3 separate regions of the Sus scrofa genome follow, and regions 1 and 2 are each linked to region 3. The links are chromatin contacts, called in public Hi-C and promoter capture Hi-C maps. All regions are on one chromosome and are shown on one strand. The core of a region is the stretch at or near the end of the contact, and the rest is flanking DNA. Distances in the headings are between cores, read along the strand shown.

Region 1 (2,700 bases), core at 158-2,657, 99 kb before region 3:
ATGGGGCCAGACCTGGGGCGGTGGGGGTGGGGGTGGGGGTTAAGGCTACCTGCAAGTCCATTTAGGGCCAGATCTCCGCACAAGCAGAGTTGGGGTGGGCAGAGCTGAGGCCAGTATGTGAGGGAAGGCTGAGAAGGGAGGTGGGCAGAGTCCTTGGTGAGCACAGGCCAGGCATGTTGCCCACCCTGAGCTCCAATCTGGGGAGACCTAGTACCCCAGGACCTCAGCTCAGAAGCCGGCCCTCCTGTCCCCAGATTGGCATCCAGAACTACTCCACTACAAGCAGCTGCCAGGCCCGGGCCAGCCAGGTGCGCAGTGACTACGGGACGCTCTTTGTGGTGCTGGTGGTCATCGGTGCCATCTGTGTGGTCATCATCGTGCTGGGCTTGCTCTATAACTGCTGGCAGCGCCGGCTGCCCAAGCTGAAACACGTGGTGAGCGTGAGGGTGGGTGGGCAGGGGGCCTGGTCCGGGTGGTATAGGGGGTCCAGCTAGCCGGGCACCTGAAACTTGGGGTCCTTATTTGTGAGTGAGGTGGCAGTTACTAGGGGGTGGGTACTGTGAGTTGAAGTCCTTGTCCAGGGCCCAGCTCCTGGTTGTCAGATGCTGGAGGTGTGGGTTGTGGGCCCAGTTCCTCCTGGGCAGGGCGGCCTTGCAGACGCCCCGGTTGGGGGTGGGAGTGGGGTGCAGGCAGTGCACACCTCCCTTATTTTCTAGGAGTCTCTGGGGTGGTGGAGGGATAGACGGTGTCAGGGAGGCCACAAGGCTGATAAGTGTAAAGGGTCAATGGTCATTTTAAGAAAGGAGTTGAGCTACAGGACCAGAAGGGGCTGTCTGTCCGCTGTCCGTCGAGGGTCCGACAGGGGTCCCCTGTCTAGGGAGGGTCTGGAGGGATGTGGGGCGGCGGGGCCGGCGCGCCCGCCCAGCCGCCCCTCCCGCCGCAGTCGCACGGCGAGGAGCTGCGCTTCGTGGAGAACGGCTGCCACGACAACCCCACGCTGGACGTGGCCAGCGACAGCCAGTCGGAGATGCAGGAGAAGCAGCCCAGCCTGAATGGCGGCGGCGCGGTCAACGGCCCGGGGGGATGGAGCGCGCTCATGGGGGGCAAGCGTGACCCCGAGGACTCAGACGTGTTTGAGGAGGACACGCACCTGTGAGGGGCTGAGCCCCGCCCGGCCCGGGCCTCGGCGTGGGGTCCTCTGCCTCCCCCTCCAGTGACTCTCGACGCATCTCGGCACCCCCCACCCCCCCGACCCGACGCCCCGCGGGGCGCCCGGGACCCTATTAAAGCCGCCGGGAGAGCACGCCGGCCCGTGGTCCGCCTAAGCGACTCGTTCTTACTCTGGGCTGGGGTGGGGGCGGGGCAGCGCGCCCGAGTCGGTCCTCCGAGCGCCAGGCGCCGCTGCCGAGCGCCCGGGCGGGGCGGGGCGTGTTTATATCCGGCCGGGGCTCTGAGGTCGCCTGGCGGGGGTCCGGGCCGTCCGCGCCATGGATACGTGCGACCTGTTCTCCAGCTGCAGGAAGGGGGACGTGGGCCGAGTGCGGTGAGGACCCTTGGCCCCGGGAGGGTGCCGGGTGGGTGACCCCGCCGCAGACCCTTCCCCCGTGGGCGCCCAGACGCCGAAGCAGGGCTGCCTAGGTTGCCACAGTGCTCTGGGGTGGAGCCGGGGATCGGGGAGCTCTGGCGTGACTCCTCCAGGGGGTCCCGGAGGAAGGTACTGCGACGAGAACGCCCGGAGGGGGAGAGGAGAGCGCGGAGAGAAGAGAAGGGCCCGGGCGCCAGACCCTGGGGGCCGGCCTGGGACTCCGCGATTCGTTTCTGATGCGCTGTGGACCCGGAGCTGGGGTCTCTAGTCCTCGGAGATTCGGAAACTCCCCAAGTGCGGCTAGAGCTGACTGGGCGCTGCAGTCGCCATCTCCGTGGGCTGCCTGATTGGGATGGGAGGCACCTGCCCACCTTCGCCAATTCCTGACCCGCACAGCTCCCCCGCTGCAGGTGCCACTTGTGATGCTGCTGGGAGCGCTCTTGAGGTCGGCCCAGGTGTCTCCCCCAAGGCACTTCCTCCTCTGTGGTGGCTCCATCACCACCCTTGTTGATTCCCACTTCCCCACCCCACCTGCTGCCCTGTCTCCTGACATCCACCTTCTAGAACCTACCTTTTTGTCATTTCCACATCACCAGTATGCCTGCAGCAGCTCGTGCTCGGCCTTGCCACCCCAAGCAGCCAGAGGGCTCCCACAGAGGCAGAGGCCCCTTCCTCTCCTCCTTCCCAAAGGCTTTCTGCCCAGAGGCCCCTTCAGTTCTGGGGCCTCTGATGCTGGGTTTCCCATTGCCACTCCGTGGTCTCCTTGTCTCAAGTGCCTTTCCTGTTCTGCTCAGCCCTCACCCGCCCTCACCTGGGGAGGCTTCCTTCCTTCCCCTCCTGAAGGTTTGCTCTCCAGACCAGGAACCTGGCCTGACTCAGCTCTGACTTCCCTGCCCAGGTATCTGCTAGAGCAGCGTGACGTGGAGGTGAACGTGCGGGACAAGTGGGACAGCACCCCGCTGTGAGTGCCGTGGGGGGAGCAGGGGTGGTCAGGGTTGGTGGCGCTGCAGGCCTGACAGCACTGGGTCCCTTCCCCTCAGGTACTATGCCTGCCTCTGTGGCCATGAGGAACTTGTGCTCTACCTGCTGGCCAATGGTAAGTGGGTTGGGGGCGG
Region 2 (2,700 bases), core at 158-2,657, 71 kb before region 3:
GCTGGGAGAGAAAGCCTGACAGACTCTACACCCAAAACATCAACTTGTCCAGGCTGCCTGCTGGCTGAGGCCGCTCCGCCAGCCTCCATCAACCAAGAGAGCCCTGCACCTCCTTCCGAGGGAAGACAGGAAGAGGCAGAGGTGCTAGGGAGTGGCTCACCCAAAAATGACATGGACTGAGATACTATGGTTCCTGATGTCATTTCAACCCAGTGTCCCAAATTCTTCATATAATCCTTCGGAAGCATGGAGGGACCCTGGGACACCTCTCAGGAGAGGGGCCCCTGGAGGTAAGACCCCCCCTACCCTCGTCATGACCTCGAACGGCTGGGTCAGGTTTGTGTAGCCAGAGCAGTCACAGTGACCCCGGCTGCACAGGGAACCCAGATCTCATCACCTGACGATAATCTGGGGGCCAGGCCCCCACCACGATCAGACACTGTCACTAGCCCCCACCCCTGGAAAAGGAAGGCAGGGAGGTAGACGAATCGGGCTCACAGACACTGAGCCCAGTATATGTGGATTCCAACTCCAGTTCTAGAAACCTCAGAAGGTCTGTGGTCCTCAGTCTCTCCATTTGTAAGATGGGACAGTGAAGTGAAGCTTGGGGGCTGCCAGGAGGCCAAATGATACCTAGTTCCTATGGAGCTTGCCCCTGGGCCCTTCTGGTTTCTGCCCCGAGGAGAAGCCAAGTAGGCCATGGTTGGCTAAATGAGCAGAGCCAATGTTACTTAGCGTGGAGACTCAGGAGCGAGGCGACCTTTGTGGCAAACGTCACAGTCAGAGCTGGGACCTCAAACTACTTCACCGTGACAGAGGCCAACTCCCCTGGAAGTGAGGTCTGCCTCCTGCCAAGCATGAATCACGGAGTGTTGTGTATTCCTGACCTGCCCTTAGGGCATTCCTGGGTGAACTGCAGCCCCATCACTTGAAGGACTAGTGATTAAGGACTTCTTATTGATCCAGCAAGTTTTAACCACTCCCAATGATCATTTTTAAGCTTCTGCCACTGAAATGCTTGACGTAAGGGAGGCAGTCACAAGCACTCCCTCTTACAGCAGCTCAGCAAGCTGACCTATGCCAAGGAGGCCAGAATTGCCCATATCCCTGGGGCACAGGGGTGCACGGCCAGACACGGCCAGGTTTCTAGGGGGAAGTGCAGCCCCAGGCAGACAGAACAGGAAGCTGCAGGGGCAGAGGAAACAATGCCCCTCAGTGCATTGCTGCTGCCAAGTTCAAGGGCCAGTTAGTGGTCACAGCATGGTCCAGACTCCTGGGTCTATTCACCTGAGGTTCAAATGAGGGCAATTCTCCGGGCCCTTCCCGCTCCCCTTCCAACCCCCCTGCTCCAGGGCCTTTTGGACTCTGGTGACTAATAACAAAGGAGTGACATTCAGGTAGGAAGTGGGCTAGAGTTGATCCTGGGCGGTTTCAGGGTGAAAGGTACCATGCTCACTCACTCTGACCATGAGCAAAACAATTGACCTCATTTCCTCATCCGTCAATTGAGAACATTTTCCTCCCTAACAGGATGGTGATGGAGGGGAAATGAGACAGTATGTGTCTGGCAAGAGTGCTAGCTTCACGCTAGCCACTCTCGGCTTCCCCTGCTTGGCTAGGTGCCCTGGGTGATGGGGGTGGGGGCTGGGGGTTGGAAGCATCTGGAAGCACTGGGCTGGCTCCTGCATCTCTGACCCCAGACTCCAAGCAAGAGGCAGAGAAGGTCATTTAGAGGATCACCCTCCTGGCTGGCTGAGCCCTGACCCTGAACCCAGGCAGAAACCCAGGGAGGTTGGGAGTTTTACCCAGAAAAAGGAGGCGTCTCCAACCTGCAGCCCCTCCTGCAGTATTACTGAGCAAGGCCACTGAGGAGGCGGAGGCAGGCTCAGGGTGTGATACCTACTAGCTGGGCAGCAAGGGGTCGCCTCTGTCCCCAGGGCAGGGGGCCTGCTCTGAACAGGACTTTTGTTGCTAATTTTCACCTGTTCTGAGCACAGACAGTGTTTTGGACCAGGAGTCTCTGTCTGCCTTGTCTCTACCCCAGGCTAAAGATAGACCAGTTTGTTGAAAAGGGGCCGGAAGAATGAAATGCCATGTGGGATCTGGGGGGCCTGCATTCTCACACTGGGGGGGCATCTTCCCAGGCCTGTCTGGGTACATAGGCTTGTGCAGCTCATGCTGTCAGCCTGAAGGATTTTGGAGTCTTTCCCAGGAACTAACTAGCTGCCATGAAACAAACCTTTCACCTGCTAAGAGTGCACTCTGGGGGAGGAGTCAGAAGGCCAGGATTCAGCCCTGTGCTCTGCACCCTGACAGTGTGGCTGGGCCCAGGGAACAGCCTCCTCCACCTCAGCCAGAGGGGGTCTCTAGAGATCTGTCTTTGGGGTGAGAGGGTGCAACCAGAAAGACCCAGAGGCCAGTCAGTGGGGTCTCAGCTGAAGAGGGCCATACCTGCAGAAGCCTCACCTAATCAGGGGCCATACCCTCAAGGGCCTCACCTGACCTGGGGCAGTACATGGAGGAGTCTCACCTGACCAGGGCTGACCCTGCAGGGGCATCACCTTATCAGGGGCCATCTTTGCAGGGGCCTCACGTGACCTGGGCTGTCCCTGCAGGGGCCTCACGTGACCTGGGCTGTCCCTGCAGGGGCCTCACCTAACCTGGGCTGTCCCTGCTGGGGCCTCACCTGACCTGGGCTGT
Region 3 (2,700 bases), core at 30-2,529:
CGTCAGCATTGACCAGGTGAGGGATGTCCTGGTATGGGACACTCTGTGGGGTCCGCCGGGGGGAACCTTCCTCTGGCATTCTGAAAGGATCTTCGGGTCCTGGAAGGAAGAAGGACATATCCCAAAGTCAGAAATACTGCAAAACACACAGAGATGAGGAGGGAACCCTTCTTAGAAGTCAGTAACATTTTTAAAAAAGCAGTTTTAAAAAAACTCCATTTCAAAGATTTAAAAAATACATATATTTCTTAGGACTGAAAAATTCCATTTGTTCTTAAGAAAAATGCTCACTTTAATTTTTAAGTGCCTCATTACAGCTCTTTCCCCCTTCCCATCTGTGTTTATTTTAAATCATTTCAGGAAACTTCATCTTAAAGACTATTTTAGCTGTAATCAAGTGGAAATTACAGTCAGCTCTGTGGGTATAAAGATCCAGCTGCAAAAGACGGATCTATCTTAAAATCCCCAAGGAAGTTTCAAAGGGGCACAGTAAGGAGGTGCATGATACTCTGATGAATTCCTCCTTCTGAAATTCCAAGGATGCCATGACAAACCTGTTTCCATCTTGTCCTGGCTTTTGCGTTCCACAACCAAAAAGCCTGGAGAGTCACAGCAGGGCAAATAAGAGCTCTTCCCTCATCTCGGCGGTCACCGGGCGGCCTGCAAGGCGCCCCACCCCACTGCGCCCCACCCTGAGGAGCCTGCCTCCGCTCTCACTGGGGCCGCCCTCCCTCTGCGGGGCAGGCAGCCGGCGCCTGCGAGCCCTCACTACTAGTTCACCACCACTTTTCCTAAACAAACCACTGAGGCTGGGAAAAGAGAGCCCGGGAGCCCAGGGAACCAGCTCTGCGCGCCCAGGCCCTCACACACACACACACACAAACGTGGGTCCCCAAGGAAAGTCAGCCGGGCTCCCGACAAACTTTGCCGCCTGCCCCTTTCCGCCAGCGCTGAGAATGCAGCCTTGCGCTGTCCCTGGAAGCGTCTCCGCTCAGGGACAGTCACGGGGACTCAGAGTTGACGGGGACAAGTTGGTTCTGGGCTGGTGCGAGGGAGCAGGGCGCGCGCACCTGTGCACACGCAGACACGCGCGCACTCGGGCACAGGCGCGCGGGAGCCCATGCCGGGGACGCGGGGAGCCAGGGACGCCCCACCCAGGGACGGCTCGGCAGGCGGGGGCGGGGATGGGAAGCATTTACCGGGGCCACGAGCGCCGCTGTCGCATCCGCGAGCGCGGTCCTCGTCTGCAGCGGGCCCAGGCGGGAGAGCTGCGCGCCGCTGGCTCCGCGGCAACAGGGCGCGGCGTCCGCGCTGCCACTTATCCCAGTTCCCCGCGGGGGTGGCCAGAGGGGGTGGGACGCGGGAGGCGGCGCCGGGCCCACGTGTGCTGCCCGCAGATCCACCACACCGCTCCTCCCTGCCCCTCCCTGCCGGCCGAGCCGCGCCCGGAGTAAGGCGCCTGGGGACCGTCACGCCCCGAATGGAGCCAGATCTCCGGAGCCTCCTCGGGGAGAAGACTCGCCACACCCACGCGCGCACACACCACGCGCGCACACCCACCCGCCCAGAGATACATGCACGCCACACACACAAGCACACAGACCTCCCCACACATACACACGTGGACACCACACACATGGCACACAGACACACACTCAGTACACTAAGATAGAGGACATCCACAGCGACACAAAAACCCACTTGACACACATAAAAAGGAATACAGACTGAGAGGCACTCAGACACCAACACCCTATGCCGATACAGAAACACATCACACACACACACACACACACACACACACGCAAAGCTGGGGTGGGTGCACAATCCCCAGGAGGTAGGGAAGAGCCAGTCAAGTGAGGCCTTGCCCCTTCACCGTGCCCTGAGAAACCCTCTGGGGACCCCCAACAAAATCCTTGGGTCATGTACACAGGCCAGGGGAGGTCTGAAGGTCCCACCACTGGCAATGCTGCTGGTGGGAACACAGGGAGGAGACTTAAGAGTCCTGACCACACTGGGCTCAGCATCAGCACCTCCATTTGCCCTGTGAGTCTCAGTCTCCTCACCTGCAATCCAGGAGCCACAATATCTGTGTCCCCAGGGAGTGACAGATGTCCCCTGCTCACACTGACCTCTGCAGGCCCTTGTGTCCTTCCTTCTTTGGCAAAAAACTTGATCCCACAGCAGTATTTAAAGGAACTGCTGTCTTCCAGAAACTGCTGTCTCAAAAGTCACACTGTCTGAACCGGGGCCCAGGCTGCTTAGGGCCTGTGCTCTAACTTAAAAAATAAAACCACAGCCTTTGAGAAGCAGCTTGGGCATAAGCACTGCCACAGAGCAGGTCATTGACCTCTGACCAACTGGGATTTATGAGGGGTCTGATGGGTATTGTGGGGGGACCCAAAGCCCACCAAACCCTCTTTTTATGTAGCTGCAACTACATGTCATGATTTTAAATATAAAGTCTGAACGTTTTGGGGACAGAGTTCACTGGTATTGTCAGCAAAATCCTGGTGGAAGCTGTGATTAAGTGCTTGTAGAGTTTCTCTTTGGTTACAAAGGTACCATGTGCTTGTGGTGGGTGGTCAGCAGGTTGGGAATCTGGGAGTTGTGATACTGGGATTGTGCAGTTCTAGAGCTGGCTTTTTTTTTACCTTAAGCTTTTTGAGAAAAGTAGACAAATTATGTAAGTGTAGATTC

What was found. Promoter capture Hi-C pulls out the DNA fragments that hold promoters and counts their contacts. Hi-C and Micro-C count contacts between places; a contact is called where the count stands out from the background.
Region 1: a contact with region 3 is called in a promoter capture Hi-C map of fetal liver, with 4 times the contacts expected there. The contact joins the promoter of ABTB1 here to the promoter of MGLL in region 3. A contact is called at or near these places in 2 of 5 promoter capture datasets (fetal liver and fetal skeletal muscle), 9 of 47 Hi-C or Micro-C datasets (brain, fetal heart ventricle, mesenteric adipose tissue and 5 more) and 1 of 2 datasets of contacts at active chromatin or transcription factors (skeletal muscle).
Region 2: a Hi-C map of omental adipose tissue shows a contact between it and region 3, with 1.5 times the contacts expected there. The contact joins the enhancer-like site here to the promoter of MGLL in region 3. A contact is called at or near these places in 2 of 5 promoter capture datasets (fetal liver and fetal skeletal muscle), 14 of 47 Hi-C or Micro-C datasets (alveolar macrophages, brain, fetal heart ventricle and 8 more) and 1 of 2 datasets of contacts at active chromatin or transcription factors (skeletal muscle).

What each region holds. Positions count from the first base shown.
Region 1 is chr13:72,577,932-72,580,631 of Sscrofa11.1, reverse strand. It overlaps ABTB1 (ankyrin repeat and BTB/POZ domain-containing protein 1), which reads left to right and starts at 1,407. Exons shown (of 12, transcript XM_021069446.1): 1 at 1,407-1,543; 2 at 2,484-2,546; 3 at 2,626-2,681. The coding sequence starts at 1,488. PODXL2 (podocalyxin-like protein 2) reads left to right here. Exons shown (of 8, transcript XM_021069445.1): 7 at 255-434; 8 at 944-1,322. The coding sequence ends at 1,156.
Region 2 is chr13:72,550,213-72,552,912 of Sscrofa11.1, reverse strand. The region is part of intron 5 of MGLL (monoglyceride lipase); the gene reads right to left. Among named protein-coding and RNA genes, the nearest start is that of ABTB1, 28 kb to the left of the region's middle. Within about 2 kb of position 1,407, at least 23 of the 83 cell types and tissues checked have an H3K27ac peak or open chromatin away from gene starts, as enhancers often do. A contact at or near this core is called in alveolar macrophages, fetal liver, omental adipose tissue and 1 more, where this site is marked.
Region 3 is chr13:72,479,172-72,481,871 of Sscrofa11.1, reverse strand. It overlaps MGLL (monoglyceride lipase), which reads right to left and starts at 1,279. Exons shown (of 8, transcript NM_001143718.1): 1 at 1,200-1,279; 2 at 1-99. The coding sequence starts at 79.